Regions from separate parts of the Mus musculus genome. Here region 1 is linked to region 2. The links are chromatin contacts, called in public promoter capture Hi-C maps. All regions are on one chromosome and are shown on one strand. The core of a region is the stretch at or near the end of the contact, and the rest is flanking DNA. Distances in the headings are between cores, read along the strand shown.

The links. Promoter capture Hi-C pulls out the DNA fragments that hold promoters and counts their contacts.
Region 1: a contact with region 2 is called in a promoter capture Hi-C map of liver. The contact joins the enhancer-like site here to the promoter of Smyd2 in region 2. A contact is called at or near these places in 2 of 39 promoter capture datasets (both in liver), 5 of 484 Hi-C or Micro-C datasets (embryonic stem cells, lens fibers and liver) and 1 of 115 datasets of contacts at active chromatin or transcription factors (the SCID.adh cell line).

The regions. Positions count from the first base shown.
Region 1 is chr1:190,040,061-190,043,104 of GRCm38.p6, forward strand. All of the region lies in intron 1 of Gm39736 (a long non-coding RNA gene), which reads right to left. Among named protein-coding and RNA genes, the nearest start is that of Gm39736, 3.6 kb to the right of the region's middle. Within about 2 kb of position 1,436, at least 2 of the 459 cell types and tissues checked have an H3K27ac peak or open chromatin away from gene starts, as enhancers often do. A contact at or near this core is called in liver, where this site is marked.
Region 2 is chr1:189,920,799-189,924,277 of GRCm38.p6, forward strand. It overlaps Smyd2 (SET and MYND domain containing 2), which reads right to left and starts at 1,493. Exons shown (of 12, transcript NM_026796.2): 1 at 1,309-1,493. The coding sequence starts at 1,481.

The DNA of each region.
Region 1 (3,044 bases), core at 186-2,685, 120 kb after region 2:
AGAATTATAGTGGTCGGTATATGGAAAAACTTGGCCGAAAGAAAGCAGCTTCTGTTCCCATCAGCACCGTCATCACCACCACCATCACCACCACCGCTGTCATCACCATCCCCTTCTCTACCACCATCACCGTCACCACCACCATCACTACTGTACTGCCCCCTCTGCTGTCACCAACACCGCCCCGCCCCCACTTTTGTCATCTCTAAGAAACCCGTGAAGATGGGTTGATTATTGTTGGGAGGAGAGACCAGAATTGTGTGGTATTCTGGATGCCTCACGGTATGTTCCCCCTTCCTGTTCGATGCTGGTAGCTCTGTCACAGTGTTAATGGACTGCCACTATATCACCATGCCCTTTTTAGGTTACTCTTGCCTTAGTTAACACATCCCTAAAGCCTGGAAGGGAGATGTTGCATGCATGCTGAGGTGGAGCTGCAAACAGTTTATGGTATGTCTGTATTTAAACTCGAGTTTGTGGCTCCTATTAGTGAACTATGAATTAGCTATTTGGTGGCATAAAATATGGACCTTTTTAAAAAAAACAAAACAGACTCTCATGTGGCCTAGGCTAGCTTTGAACTTAGAAAGTAGCTATAGATAGCCTTGAACTTCTGATCCTCTTGCCTCTACCTCTTGTTAAGATTACAGGCATTTGCCTAGTTCATGTGTCAGTGGGCATGGAGCCCAGAGATTCATGTGTGATGTACAAGTGGTGTAACAAGTAATCCTCGACCCCAGTGCTAGGCCATAAGTTCAAAGGGCTTAAATCAGTGCTGACGACTGTGTCCGAGTCATTGCTTCTGTTTGACATTTGCTAATGATTCCAGAGAAGATTTAGTTGGTGGCAATTTCAGAATTTCAGCCTTCTTTACACACACACACACACACACACACACACACACACACAAAGAGAGAGAGAGAGAGAGAGAGAGAGAGAGAGAGAGAGAGAGAGAGAGAGAATGTAATCACAGAACTTCTATTTACTGATCTGGATAATTTAAATGTTTTAAAAATCAGAGTTAAAGAGTGCTGTCTAACAGCTTAGCAAAACCAATTCATACGAGGAAAGTTTATTGAAGCAACACGTTGTATAAATAGCCAGAGCTGCTGTAGACGGTGGGTACTGGCTACTAAGACTACCTATGTCATGAATCTCACTTGGCAAGAGAACAGGCTCCCTTATCTGTGGTTTTGTTTTCTACAATTTCAGATACATGTGGTCAAAAGCAATCCAAAACCACTAAATGAAAAATTCCAGATGCAGACGTTCTCAATTCAGCATTGCTCTGAGTCAGGAGATGAAGTCTCTTGTTCCTCTTTGTTGGCTGAGACATGAACCAGCCTCTGCCCAGCGTTTCCTCACAGTATGTTCTACCCTCCTGTTCAAAGCTAGGTAGCCCTGTCTTAGTACTTAAATGGACTGCCATAGTGCTATAGCGCCCTCTTCAGGTTACCATGGCCACAGGGCTGCTGGGAATTCCCACACGCTTAGATGAAGCTGCAGTGTGCTTCAAAAGCTGAGTATGTCTGACTTAGGAGGAGGAGGGGGAGGAGGAGGAGGAGGAGGAGGAGGAGGAGGAGGAGGAGGAGGAGGAGGAGGAGGAGGAAGAGGAGGAGGAGGAAGAGGAGGAGGAGGAGGAGAAGCACATGTGAGGGATCCTAAGAGCTGCAGTATGGGTGAATCTTCCAGAAGGAAAAATCATTAAAAAGAGAATATAGGGCTGATGAGATGGCTCAGCAGGTAAGAGCACCCGACTGCTCTTCCGAAGGTCCGGAGTTCAAATCCCAGCAACCACATGGTGGCTCACAACCATCCGTAACGAAATCTGACTCCCTCTTCTGAAGTGTCTGAAGACAGCTACAGTGTACTTACATATAATAAATAATAAATCTTAAAAAAAAAGAAAAAGAAAATATAAATTAGTGTGAGTTTTCTAACACACTGTGAGCGACAGAGAGCTTGGGGGGGGGGGGGCTTGGGATTCATCCTGAAGGAGGCTATGTACCCTCTTCACTGGCAGCACTTAGTGTTTGAAAATTAAGTAATTTCTCTAAAGGATTCTTCTATCATTCTAACCATGAATTCACTTATGTAGTTTGTGTAACTTCATTTTGAGTTAATGTTCAAATCACTAGTCTACCTTTGAGGACACATGGGTGGTATAGCCAAACCAATCAATATCCTGGGTGCTGAGCCAAACTGGCCCAACAGTGACAGGCCTCGGGGGCCAAGAGTAGCTGAACACTAGTCCTCTCTTTTGGTCAGTGTTGTTTGCCCTGAGGCTCCAGAAGCACCTTAGGGTGTCAAGAATGCCAGCCAGCTCTGGTTTATGTAACCCTTGTTTTGTTTCCCGTTGGGAGGCGAGGTCAAAGGTTAGCTTTCATAGAGGTCCACTATCCAGACTAGGCCTGGGACCTTTCCAAGGAGGCAGAGTCCAGTTGACGTTGGATGTTGACCTCTAGTGTCAATGAACAAGGGACCAGTGATGAAATCTTTCCCTCAGGTTTTCTAGGTAAGAATGGAAGCTTAGCTATGTAAAGCCATAAGTAGACTTTGTTATTCTAGGAGTCCTCTGAACCAAGCTGCCGTGGTTCACCATGGACTGATGGTGTGACAGGTAAATGGGCCTCTGTTTCCTTGAGTCTAAAATGAGGCAAAGCTGAGCCCGGCACTCGGACTCTCCTGAAGTGTTCTTTGTGTGTATGGTATATCTGTAGGCAATGCTCCTCAATGCATGTGTCTACATATGTGTGCGTGTCTAGAGCCCCGAGGGTGACTTCGGTCTTTATCAGACTCCATCTTGCCACATGGCTTCTTACTGAAACTGCTCCAGCTGACCTGGCTGGCCAGCAAGCCTCAGAGATCCCTGACTCCCCCCCGTGCCCAGGGCTGGCATGGCATGGCAGGGACATACCATTGTGTTTATCTGGGTTCTGGGATCTGCACTCAGGTCCTGCTGCTTGCACAGCAAGCGCTTTACCCCCTAACCTATCTCCCAGGCCACCCCACCGGAGTCTCAGTAAAAGGAGTCACGGAAGCCA
Region 2 (3,479 bases), core at 243-2,742:
GTCAACGCAGATATTTAATTTCAGGAGGAGAGAACTGGCCACGAGTCCCTACTACGCACTCCGCAAGGCCCACGCCTCTCACCGCACACCAAGCGCCAGGACCCCTGACGGAGGCCCCCTCTGTGCTGGGTGACCCGCTTTGCTCCTTTACTGCAGACACCCACACTGCTGCAGACTCCCAGCCACAGCGAGGCTCAGAAGATCAAGGGACCAGTTGCAGCAGCCTTTTTAACTTTGGGAAAACCCAATGCTCACTTCACTCAAACGTCGCAAAGTGGTGCCATGACCCTTTAGCTCTTGGCTCGCCAATTCAAAGAGGCACATCACATACAGCCCTTCCGCTGCCCACGGCACGCTTCTGCGTCTAGTTCCTTTCCAGGTCCCCCCCAGCGGAAGACAGTTCTGGCAGGGAGTCCGGCCGAGATTACTCTAATATGCAACCTTTGTCCATTCTTTTGTTGTCTTATTGTAGAACGAGGCGCACGAGTCTGGGAGGCTGAGAGCTTCGTGGAGTGCAGGACTGGGGGCAGCCCGCAAGAGGTACCTGCAGAACCCCAGGTTAGCTTAATCTAGCCCACCATCTCCACTTCAAAGGTGATGACACTGACCTTCAAAGCAAGTCAGGCAGGGTTCCTTCCTCAGGCATCCACAGATGGCCTGGGACAGGCTCAACTCCAAAGCCAGACCCCCTACCTCAGCAAACTTAGGAAGCAAGGAAGTGGGTGGGCGGGACGTGTCAGTCCTGACAGGCCAGGCTCCAGCCCCTAATTAGTGCCTTGTGTATACACAGCTACCCTTCCTCTCTGGGCTTTAGTGTCCCAACAGTAAAATGATCTCTTCTCGGCCTTTAAGATAAAGTGTGTCTGTAAAATGAAGACACAGGGTGGGATGGGGGAATCCCAACGCACCTTCCTGATCCGCAACTACCTTAAGGCTTAGCATGTGGCCGTGGATACAGCATCTACACACTCAGGACATGTATGAAGTAGTACAATCAAATATTCTCCCAACAAACTGTGTCCCCTCATCCCAATCCACGGAGCCCAGTCTCATAGGCGTGTCTGTTCCATAGCTTCCCTCCTCCAGAATGACCGGAAGCGTCCCTGGCTGATCGGGTCATCACTCCCTAGGGGGTGGGGGAGCCGCCCATCTCAGGACAGCTCGGGAGGCCTCGGGACCACAGAGAACCTAAGCTAGAACGGACACGCGTGGGGCGGCGCAGGTCCGGCTGCGGGGCAGGCCGTGGCTCAGCGGACGCGGCGCACGTGGCTCCGCGTGGCCCCTCCCGCCCGCACGGTCCCCGCGTACCTGGCGAAGCAGCACTCGCAGTGGTGGCCCCGCTCGCCCACGGTGAGCACGCAGGCGTAGGCCGGGCAGGAGAAGAGGAGGTCGCCCACGTGGAAGGGCCGCAGCGCGCGGAGCCCCCGGCCCTTGCCCGCACTGCAGAAGCGCTCCAGGCCGCCGCGGGCCTCGGCGCGCATGCTGGCGGCGCTGCGGCTGCGCGCTGCGGGGCACGCGCGTCACGGGAGGGAGGGAGGGAGCGAAGGCAGGTCTGCCGCGGCCGCCGGCCTTCAAGGAACTCGGCGCTCTGCTCGGGGCGGGTGCTGTGCCCTGGCCGCGCCCCGGAGCGCGGGGCGGGAGGGCGGTGCGCAGGGCGCGCGCACGGGAGTCCGCCTGCACCCGCCAGGCTGCGCTGCCCGGTGAGGAAGGCTGGAGTCCCAAGCCACCCAGGCCACCACCCGCTGTGCCCGCAGACAGCGTCCCCACTAAGATCCCGGGTGGTGGAGCAGGGAATGAATGAGTGTGGTTTGCAGTTGAGCTGTGCGTGCTAAAAAACACAGTTCTCACCTCCCAGGGAACTTAGAGAGAGTTCATTCTGGAGCCAATAGGAGGGGTCATGGCCAGGTTTGGGTTACCCCAAAGTCTACGTTCCAACGTTGTAACAATTTGATTAAAAAAAATTCCATAATAACAGAAAAAGAAAGTCATAAATCAAGACGTCAAAAATATGTCGGTGGGACCCCCCAGGTAGGCTGGCTGCAGAAGGGAGGGAACCTCAGCTACAGGCCTCAGATGCAATCTGACTGCACTCTCAATGTATGGCTTGATTATGTTCCAGGCGGTTTTACCTGTTATTCACGAGCTGGTAGGTTAGACACAGGATAGGCAACGGGTAGCTATTAAGGGAACTGGAGAGGGCCCAAGGAAAACTGCCAATAAGCTCCAGACATTGCAGCCTCTCCGCAAAGGTTGAAGTTCAAGTCGGTTAATTAGCTTTGCAGAAAGAGGGTCAGTGCCAGCTGCAGGTTTGTTTTTTTTTTCTCTCCAGCTTTCGTTCACAGGGCAAATCATAGAATGGGGGATTTGGAACCCGTGAATAAAATTTCTTTAGTGATAATATGAATAAGCCTTCCTCCAAGGAAAGGGCACCGTGGGTATGGGTTCTTTGGCCCATTTTTATTTTTTATTATTACCCTTTTTTTTTGTAAGTATGAGTGCATGTGTGCGAGCATACCCCTGTATGTGTGCTGGAAACATGTGTAGAGGTCAGAGGGCAACTTGCAGGAGTGGGTTCTCACCTTTTACCACATGGGGCCTGTGTCTGATTTGTCTGTCAGGTTTGGTGGTAGGTGCCTTTATACTCTGAACTATCTTGTAGGTCCATGTATCCATTTTAGTAACCATGGACATCACTGGACTATAAACTTGGACAAAGTGTAGGCCTGGATCCTTCAATTCCACGTAATAATAACCCTTCATTACTGGGTACCATTGAGCTAATGTGCTTATTTAACACATCTTGCTTACCTTAAAATAGGTGTAAGATTTGGGAAACCCTCTTCCATACCCTACTCACCTGTGACAAGCAACATTCTCAGGTAGGTTTGTGCCTAGAGCCCACTCTGCCGTCTGCTGGAAGCATTTTCTCAAATCTTGAGACTTTCTAAAGATGCCCACCTATGTAGATCTGCAGCGTGTTTTTTTGGATTCATTTTGGCTTGCTTTTTAGCATTCTGATTTGCGGAAGGATATCTTAGCAGTACAAAGAAGAAAAGACATAGAAATAAACAAACAACATGTTTGTAAACTCAGTACATGGTTTACTCTTCCAAGAACTCACTGCAGAGTTTGAGAAATGTGTTCCATTACACACACACACACACACACACACACACACACACACACACACACCTTTCTCCTACTGCGTGTTTTGTTTTGAGACGGGCTGGCCTCAACCTCCCTAAGTACCAGAGAATGACCTTGGGTTTTGAATCCTCCTGCCTCTGTCTCCCTAGTGATGGTATTACAGATATGCAGCACCACACCCAGTCCCCCGGGGCACTGGGGACTCAATCCAGGGCATCTCAGGGCAGAGGTTGAGTGTTACCGGAGAACACTGGAAAACAAGCAGCTTCATTTCAGAAAAGTCGGGATGAATTCGAATGACTGGAGCCGGGGCAGTGAGGCAATAGCTGTAA